Regions from separate parts of the Camelus dromedarius genome. Here region 2 is linked to region 1. The links are chromatin contacts, called in public Hi-C maps. All regions are on one chromosome and are shown on one strand. The core of a region is the stretch at or near the end of the contact, and the rest is flanking DNA. Distances in the headings are between cores, read along the strand shown.

Region 1 (4,871 bases), core at 1,775-4,274:
GTTTGAAACTCAGTTACTAACCATGTGTTTGGGGCATTTGCTTGAGCTAAGCTAAAGTTACCCTAGCTATTAAAAAAAGAAGAAGAAGAAGAATAGGAACAACATGGAAAGGATAGGGTTATTATGAGAAAAAAAATGCTTGGAGGCAGGAATCTCAAGTCTGATCAAATTAATAAGAATTTAATAATCACATCCTGACACGGATCTTGCAGTCAAGTCTTCCCTGAACCATGGTTGTAAGAGTTGAAAAAAGATTCTCATGACAAAGAAAACTGGGCCCTTATACCTTCTCTCCCCATCGTTTTCATGGTGTACCACCTTGTACCATCGAGGCTTCCACCAAGGACAGGTTGGAGCGTCAGTGCTGAACCAAAGCCCCTTTCTGAGGAAAGTTTTGGGGTTCTGGCCACCACCTCTATGCAGAGAGCACCAAGATGAGTGACTGTTTCACTAAAATGGCAACTTTGCCACCTACACATATGTGTTATTTCCTTAAAAATGCCCCTCCCCAATGATCCTTGACACCCGGCTTTCCCTGTGAAATCCCCTCCCCTTGAGGGTGGGTGGGATCAAGTGACTCCCTTCTAGCAAACAGAATATGGCCAAAGTGATGGGCTGTCAGGTGTGAGAAATCAGTACTAAGGTACTAAGGATGTAACACAAAATGCAGACCATGCTTAAGGCATGTATATTGCAAATTAGCCTAAATGGTCATCAATAAGGGTTAAGAACTACAATATACCCATTTGGTGGAACTTTACACAGCCGTTAAGAGTGATGTAGAACAGTGGTTTCCAAAATGTGGTCCCTGGACCTAAAGCATCAGCACCACTCAGTAACCTGTTAGGCAAATGCTCAGGCTTCACCCCAGATACTCTGGTAATGGTCCCCAGCCATGTCTGTTTTAGCAAGACCTGCAGGTGATTGTGATGTACCTGGAAGTTTGAGAACCGTAATGCACCTGGAAGTTTGAGAACCGTAATGCAGAAGAATCAGAATGATATGTTAAGTGAAATGAAAGTTTCAGAGTTATATATTCAGCATAATCACAACTATGTGATTATGTGGACAAAGATGACTGAAAAGAGGTGCATTAAAATGTCTGCAGGGGTTATTTCTGAACAACACACACATTTAAAAGTATCCCTCAATGAGAATATTCTTTTACAATCATAGCCCTCTGTCCAGAATGCCACAGATAGAGATGGATGGATGGGTGGGTTGGTGGATGGATGGGTGATTGATAGAATGCCGGCAGACAGGCAGAACCTGTAGTAGGTGGCCGTCCTGGGCAAGAAGCCCAGTGAAGGGTGCTTTCTACAGGAGCTGGCGTGAGGCCACAATAGGGACACCTACCTTGGGCACAGGGTGGCCTTGCACACGAGTGGAGGTCACGCACTGGCGCACAGCGCCCACGGTCACGACGCTGCTTACGCGCTGCACCTCGTGGAGAACCGCGCGGGTGTAGGGCAGTCGCTTTCGATCCTCGTAGCGGACCGCCCCAGAGGTGCCGAGCACTGTGTGCAGCTCCTGCTGCACCTTCCCTGCGCGCGGCTCGGCGTGGGTCCCGGGAAGGCGCTGCAGCCCGGGCTCCCCACCACACCCTACCCTCCTCGTCCCCACACCCAGACAGCCGCGGAGGCTCATGACCTTAAGGTCGCCCCACCCACACAGTCACCCCTGGTCACACAGTGGCAGGCCCTCCCTGAGGCAGAGCTTGTGAACTAGATTTTACAGGGTTTCCTCCTCCAGAGGGGACTTGAGGGAAGGGGAAGGACCCAGATTTGAGCACCCACTATGTGCCAGGTGTTCTATATACAAAGAATCCTATGGGGTAGGAACTGCTGCCTCCATTTTACAGATAGGGAAACTGAGGCTGCAATCGGACAGGGACTTCTGCACAAGGTCACAAAACTGGTGGAGCCAGGATTTGAACTTAGGTCATAGGCATTTTGCCCCTGAGAGAACTCTTGTCATCTTTTCCTTCTACAATTGTGGTCATGAGTGGACATCGGCACAGGACCTGGTGAATCATTACTAAAAGAGTGAAATAATATCACCTCACTTCACACTAGTTCTAAGAGGTTGAAATACTTACCTGAGACCACTCAGTAAGTAGCAGGGTAGGAATAGAACCCTGCACCCCACCCTTCTGACTTAAAGCCATGAACACTCCCTGTATTACAGAGATAAGATCAGGACCCACCCCTGGGGCTACAGACCAAAGACGTTGATGGTGGCAGGTGCTTCAGGGGAAATGGGCATGGGGCAGCCAGCCAGGTGTGACCCAGGCCCCTTACCCTGGATGGCTCTGTGCTGGACCATATAGAAGAGTGCCCAGCGCAGGGTAGTGGCCGTGGTGTCCGTGCCTCCCAGAAACAGATCGATCACCACCTGGATCAGGTTGTCCTCACTGAATGTGGAGACAGGGTCGTCTTTGGTTTGGAGGGTGGAGGGTGGGTGAAGGGACAGCAGAGCTTTCTGAAGCTCTCCCCTACAGAGCCCTGGTGTCTCCATGAAGTCTGGCCTAGGCTTGTGGGACAAGAACTCCTCTCGCATCAGACCCCTCAGGAGGGCCTGAGTCCCAGAACTACATTGACTTTTGGGGGGAAGGGGGACTGCCCCAGGATGCTGGCCCTGACATCACCTAGGTCTCCCACTTCCCACCCTACCCATGTCCGCAGGAGCCAGCCCTGGCCTGGGAAAAGACAGGGAAGAAAACGCCAAACGCCTGCTGCTTCAGCGTGTTCTGACAGCTTGTAGACTGCGGAAAGGGTGAGGAATGGAGGCCCTGGCCCTGTAACGAGGTGCAGCCAAGAAGACAGCCTCCCCCTTCCCTCTGCATCCATTTCAGGCCCACCTTGGTGATCTGGGCCAGGTAGCAGCTGATGAAGGCCTTGGGGGCTTCAGAGGCGCTGAGTTTGTGTCTGTTGATCTCCTGGCAGAGGTAGCCCTGAACAGCCTCCTGGTACCTAAACATCTCCTGGTGGGGGCCTGGGAGGCGGCGGAAGGCCCAAGGGAGCATGTCGTACAGCTGTAGGGGAAGAGGCCGTCCAGGCACTGCTCAGGTGCTGGCCCTGAGTTTGGGCAGCTGAGACTGGTGCTGGGGGCGCCAAGCAGGCTAGGACCTCTGACGTGGGCATCCCAGGCCTGCTTGTCATCTGGAGACCCTCCACACTCCCAAAATAATCTAGACAGAAGTGAAAACAGTGGTAGCAGACATTGAACCCAGGGCTCAGCTAGGATGGTGCAGGCCCAGAAACGTGTTTAAGGGGATCTAACCTGTCTCTTCCCCCTGCCCACGCTTCCATGATGAACCACAGCAAATGTTTTGATGCTGTGAGTGTCATTTTGCTGAGCAGAGGCTGCCTGAGGGACACAGATTCAGGCCCTGGGCCTTCCTTCTGCCAACCTCACACCTTCCCTGCCAGGCTCTGGCAGAAGCCCTGCCTGCCCTGGGCCCCAAGCTGTCCAATGGTCCCCATACCTACCTTCCCAAGGGCCAACTTACCCGGTGCCAAATGGTGCTGACAAAGGCCAGGCCAAAGTCGATGGCTTGAATCATGTCCTTGAGGAAAGGGTCCTCCAGGAGGAAGCGGCGGCCAAACACGAGGGCCCCAATGACTCTGGCAGTGGACCTGACAATGGGTACCTGAGGGTCGAAGGGTCTACCTGAGAGCAGAGGGGAAGGGCCCAGGGTGAGGAGGCAAAAAGAGCACTGCCCTGAGCGTTAATGCAATCTGTATACAGTCGTTCATTGCCTTATCCATTCATACTCAGTCCTCATTCATTCACTCAACAAATGCTTACTGGGCACCTTCTATGAGCCAGGCTCAGTGACAGGCACTGGGTTTGCAGGGAGGGTGTGGAAGACAGACACCATTTAAACATATTAGAATGTGGAGCAGGTATGTCCCAACTGAGAACAAAGGCTGGAGGGAACAGCTGTCCCTGGGATAATTCAGGGAGGGCTTCTTAGGCAGATGATGTCAACCAGGTCTGAAAGGAGCAGTGGTTTCTCATAGGGAGGGAAGGAGTGTGGATTAGGATATTCTGGAGGGGGAACAGCACATGCAAAGTTTTAGAGGGGTCAAAGGCCTGAGATGTTGAGGAAAGACGTTTCCCCACGTGTAGAGAAGGGCTTCAGGCTTCCCAGCAGACTGGATGTTCCTATGACCGTGTCTGTCCGCCTTATGGAAAGTCCCTATTTGTTGATGTAGCTCATAAATCCCCTACTGGACCCTCAAAGGGTCCACCTCTTTGTACACACACACACACACACACACACACACACACACACACACACACACACACACACACGCCAAGGCTCAGCCTCCTTGCAGGGATGTTCATGTGTGTGTTGTAGGGGGATTAGGGTAGCCCGCCCTAGCCTGCTCCTTACCCTGCTCCCGGTGGAAGGCCTCAGCCAGCTCCGCTGCCTCTTCCTGCAGCTGCAGCTCCAGCGCCCGCTTGCCTAGGCCCAGCCCCCGAAGCGTCGCCAGGCAGAAGCGTCTCTGCTGCCACCACATGTGCCCATTGCTGCAGATGACTCCTGGGCCCAGACTGGGGGACAGTCAGGAGGCCCTCCCAACCTCCCAGGCCAAGGCCACCTGGCTCTCACCTAGGCCGGGCGGGTAGACCCCAGGACAGCTTCCCAATCAGCTGGGGCTGGTACTCTGACTCCGGCGAAGGGCATTTGGGAATTGTGGGGTCCACGCACCTGGTGCCCTCAAGGTGGCTTCAGCTATGGCCTCCTCCCAGGCCGCCGAGCTGATTTTGCCTTTGAGTCCCCACAAGAAATGGAGGAGGAGATAAAGAACGGATGGGAAGACGGAGCCTGGGGGGAGGATGGGAGGGGAGGGCATTTGCTG
Region 2 (4,871 bases), core at 867-3,366, 130 kb after region 1:
AACCCTAGTAATTTCCTGAGTGACAGGGGTGTTAGGAACATCTTTTGTTCTAGTATTTAGTCTTTGATCCTGGTTCCTGACATAGACCTCCTAAACCCCTTGGGGTTCCCCGGATGATAGGAGCACTTTTTGTTCTCATGAGGTGACTCTCGGTGGACTCATGGACAGCTGCAGGATGGGTGCTGGTCACCAGAAAGACCAAGCCATGATTAGAAACTTGAGACTTCCAGCTCCAATCCCCAGCCTCTACAGAGTGGAGAGGGGCTGGAGATTGAGTTGGTAAGTGATCATGCCTATGTAATGAAGCCTCCATAGGAAATCCCTGCATTATGGAGTTTGGAGAGCTTCTGGATTGGCAAACACAGCTACATGCTGGGGCTAGGAGGGTGGTGCATCCCAACTCCACAGAAGCTCTGGCACTCAGGACCTTTCCAGACCTCGCCCTGTATATCTTTTCATCTGGCTGTTTATCTGTATCCTTTATTATGCACTTTATAATAAACCAGTAAACAAAAGTATTTTCATGAGTTCTGTGAGCCACTAAAGCAAATTGTCAAACCTGAGGACGGGGTTATGGGAACCGCCAATTCATAGTCAGTTGTTCAGAATTATGGGAAGCTTGGGTTTGTGACGTGTCTGAAGTAGGGAGCAGTCTTGTGGGGATGAGACTTTTACCTGTGGGGTCTGCACTAACCCTGGGTAGTTAATGTCAGAATTGCTTGATGTGAGGGGGGAAACCCCACATATTTGGTGTTTGAAGTCCTGTGGGTAAAATAGAGGAAATAAGTGTTTTCCCTTAAAACTTAGAAGTCCTTTACCAGTTAAACAGATAAACAAATGGTGGTACATCGACACCATGGAATACTACTCAGCAATGAAAAGGGGGTGGGTACTGATATGTGTAACAATCTGGATGGAGCTGCAGAGAATTTTGTTGAGTGAAAAAAGCCAATCCCAAAAGGTTATATCTGTATGATTTGATTTGTATAACATCCTTGAAATGACAAAAGTATAGAAATGGAGAACAAATGAATGGTTGCCAAGTGGTGGAGTGAATGGGGAAGGAGGTGGTTGTAGCTATAAAAGGGTGACATGAAAGATCCTGGTGTTAATGTTCTGTACCTTAAGTGTATCAATATCAAGTGATTGTGGTATCTCAATATAGCCCAGCTCAAAGGTTTTCAACAAAGTGAGTGTGAATCAGAACCATCTGGGGAGCTTTTAAATAAACACACAGCCCTCCACTGGAGTGGGATGGTGTGAGTGCTGGTATTTTAAAAAAGCTTATCAAATGATTTTGCTACTCACACACATTACTTGATGGTGCCAGGGTGCAGGTCCTTAGAGACATTAGATAAAGAAGGATAAGCAGGAGAGTCCTGTTTTAGGGGAAATGGCAAAATAAAGGATTAGATTGGGGGAAACTGGATAGAGGAAACCTTGTGAAGAAGCTATTCCCATAGTACAGATGAGGGATGATGCAGATCTGGATGGTGGTGCTAGCTGCAGGGACAGGATTCTGTTAGGTTTATGTCACAAAAAAGGAGCTTACCTTCTCAAGCAAGCATCTTAACCAGTACTGACAGTAATCCCTAATGTCCATAGCTGGGTAAAGGATATATTTTTAGGTCTGCAATAAAATAATTACATGGTCTTGCCTTGCAAAATTAGCAAGTGTCCCCACCACAAGAGAGAATACCCATCCCCTTCCCAGGGGTCCACTCCCTTTCTCTGAGGCACATTTAGTTCCAGAAGGACCTGATGAGACCCTTTATCAATGACCTCACCTGCCCCATCTCCCAAGTCCCGCATTTTCTCTGAAAGGTCCTTGTAACTCAGGTTCAAAACCACCTATCTAGACAAGGCTGCTAAACAGATACTTCTCTCCTAGACTTGGCCCAACTTCCTCTCCTCCTGGAGACCAGAAAGCACACCTGGACAGAGTCAGAGCAGGACACTCTGCTGTGACCTCTCTGGCCACAGCCTCTCACCAAGGAGTGGTCACCTGTCATGAGCAGTATTCAAAACCAGGAACCAAGGTGTGGTCCAGACTCCTTTAAGCTCCAGGGTTTGGGGGCTCCAGGTGAGTCCCCAGAGAAGAGTCCAGAAGAAGAGGATGGAAGGGGGGTGGTCTGCCATCGGAGGGTGGGGGCAGATTCCTCGTCTGCCTCATTGTCAGCCCTATGCTTCAAGGTAAGATGGGGAGAGAACAGGGAAAGATAGGAATGCTTTTCTGGGAAAAATCTGAAAACCCTCTCATCCCCAGAACTAGAAAGCATCTAAAATAGCTGGGTTAAACACTTCCTTTCTATGTAGTATCTACGTTTTGTCTTCCTTTGGGGACAGATGAAAAACCCCTCTCACTGATCGATACACGCAGCCCCTTCTTATTTGCCTGCATAAGTATCAACCAACTTGTCTATTCTCCCATTTTACCACCTCTCTGATCCCATCCCTTTATGATGTTCAACTTTCCCTTTCTACCAAGATTAGTAACTATGAACAGGGTAGCTTGGGTCCTGTTGACAGTAACATAATTCCTTCCCCACCTTACTTGGGGAGATCTTGTAGAGGAGGGGATGTGGAGGGGAAAGGATGACATTTGCTTCCCCTGAGATATGTTTCTCCTTAGTTTGGAGGTGTGCCTTGTGCAGTAAGTGGTATAGGGGAACAGTAAAAGAGACACGAGAACGGGAGAGAACTTGCTGGGCTATGACTACAGGAATAGCCACAGAGGCATCTGGGCTTGGGGTGCAGGCGAGGTGGCCAGAAGGGCTTTTACGTTTCATCATCCAGCTCCATCAACCACATAGTGGATGATCAGTGACGTCTTGTCAAGCTGAAGATGCTGGAAATGCCTCCCACAGATCTTGGAGGAAGTCATTGGATTGAAGAAGGTCACAGAGCACAGAACACTGTAAGTAGTCAAGAAACTCACACTGAATATTACATTCCTTAAGTCCCCACCCATATTACACCACACTCATGTTTACTTCTCTCCAAACTTTTCCTTTAGGAAATGAGAAAACATGAAAGTGGGAAGGGAATATTGAGAAACAAAATTTTAGGGGAATTTTGTTGGTGTCTGTGAGGTAGAATCATAAGCTAGAGAGAAAAAAGCATGGTCAGACAAAACCAAAACTTTAGAGTTAAGACTATGAAAGGCACAGGCCTCCCTAGAGAGGCTGTTTGCATACAGATATGGGTAGGCCTATATGGGAGCAAAAGCACAGGAAGAATGGTCTGAGCCCTGACTCAGCTCACCACATCGACTTCCACCATTTGCCTACCAGCCCAGCCCATCCTCCCCAGCCTTGGCAGGAAGAAAGTAGCCTTTGTTAGTCTTGGCCCAGGAAGGAGGGGCTCACATGCTCACCCCATGCCTACATTTTGTTTCTCTGAAGAGAGATTCTCAGGCCCCAGCCCTGGCATTCCTCTCACTTAGAAAACACAAAAACCCTATTCCATCTCACAGGGTCTCTGCTCTCTGCAGGAAAGGCAAACACTTTCACCATCAATTGCTCAGCTTTGACCAGCATGGGGTAGACCCTGCTGTCTTCCAGGCTATATTTAACCAGAAGGACTTCTGTCCAGTCATCAACTATAGCATCTCCACTCACGTCAACATCTCCCTCACCCTGTCTGCCACCCTGGAAGTGGCGAGTTTGGACTCCTACATTCTTCCCATAGGCTGCTAACAGGAAGCAAGAACCCTGTCAGCCCAACATTGCACCTGTCCGGTGGTGAGCAGTGAGTTCCCTGAATGGATTCTATACAAGCTAGATGTTCACCTTTGGGGTGGAGGGACATGAAGGGGAATGCTGCAGTGACATTTCTGTAGGGACCATTTGTCCTTGAGTCTTGCTCTTATGGGAATAACCTATTAAAAAACAGATTCCCAGTGGGCTCCCCTGCTGTTTTTTCCCTCCATTCTCTATACAACCTGCATTTTTCTGACCTTTCTTTTGGGACTTGCAATTGAAAAGCTGAACTGTCACAGGGGACCACTTAGGAAACAAAGGTAAGGGGTAGACTAGGACCTAATTTCATGACAGTAATGATCCTGGATGGGTATTCTTTTTTGTCAGTATGCACAACTTCAGCTGCGGACGTCATTTCTGTGGTTAAAGTTGGTATGTAAGCTCAGCTTTCTTCTTCCCTCTTTCTCCTTGTCTGATTTTCTGGCTCTGTTTGCAAAAATCACATTTTGTTGAAATTGACAGGGCCCAAGAGAATACCAAATCCAACCAGAATGGGGCTAGTGCTGGTGACAAATTGCTTTCTGGAATGCCAATCAACTTTGAAAGACAGATGGATAAAACAGGAAGGAGGGCAATACAGTTGGAAGCCCCTAAATCAGCTTCAAGTCCCAAATGTATCTAGCACTTAGCTTAAGAGTCCCTTTGAGCAGGAAGTGAAAGGCCAATAAGATTTTGTTAGCCAGAGAAGAGGGACATTATCACCAGAAAGGGAAGAGGAATCAGAGTTTAAAAGGAAATGTGGTTTAATAAACAAACAAACAAACAAACAAAGCACAATGCATAACAATGTGCACAGTATGATTCTATCTGTATAAATAAAAATGAATACTGGAATATCTGTTTTTTTCCTAGAATGATATACAAGAAACTGTTAGTATTGGGACTGAGTTGGGGGTATGAATTGAGTTGGAGTGAACTGAGGAGGCAGAAAATTACTTTTCATATTATACCTTTCTGGAATGGTTGAAGTTTTATCATACACCCATAGTACATACATTTAGAAAAAAAGTACATACATATGTATGTATTTTTAAGGGACTGGAAGGGCAGGAGATATTGACATAAACTAGCTCCAGGTTTCAGATATAACCATCCCTTTGGGCCCTGTGC

What was found. Hi-C and Micro-C count contacts between places; a contact is called where the count stands out from the background.
Region 2: a contact with region 1 is called in a Hi-C map of muscle, with 2.9 times the contacts expected there. The contact joins the promoter of LOC105085893 here to the promoter of LOC105086003 in region 1. A contact is called at or near these places in 2 of 2 Hi-C or Micro-C datasets (blood and muscle).

The regions. Positions count from the first base shown.
Region 1 is chr2:51,210,427-51,215,297 of mCamDro1.pat, forward strand. It overlaps LOC105086003 (cytochrome P450 2J6), which reads right to left and starts at 3,025. Exons shown (of 5, transcript XM_010976366.3): 1 at 2,857-3,025; 2 at 2,301-2,435; 3 at 1,357-1,544. The coding sequence starts at 3,025.
Region 2 is chr2:51,341,998-51,346,868 of mCamDro1.pat, forward strand. LOC105085893 (5-hydroxytryptamine receptor 3C-like) reads left to right here and starts at 2,117. Exons shown (of 11, transcript XM_031455428.2): 1 at 2,117-2,146; 2 at 2,148-2,193; 3 at 3,494-3,523; 4 at 3,526-3,659; 5 at 4,089-4,133. The coding sequence starts at 2,117.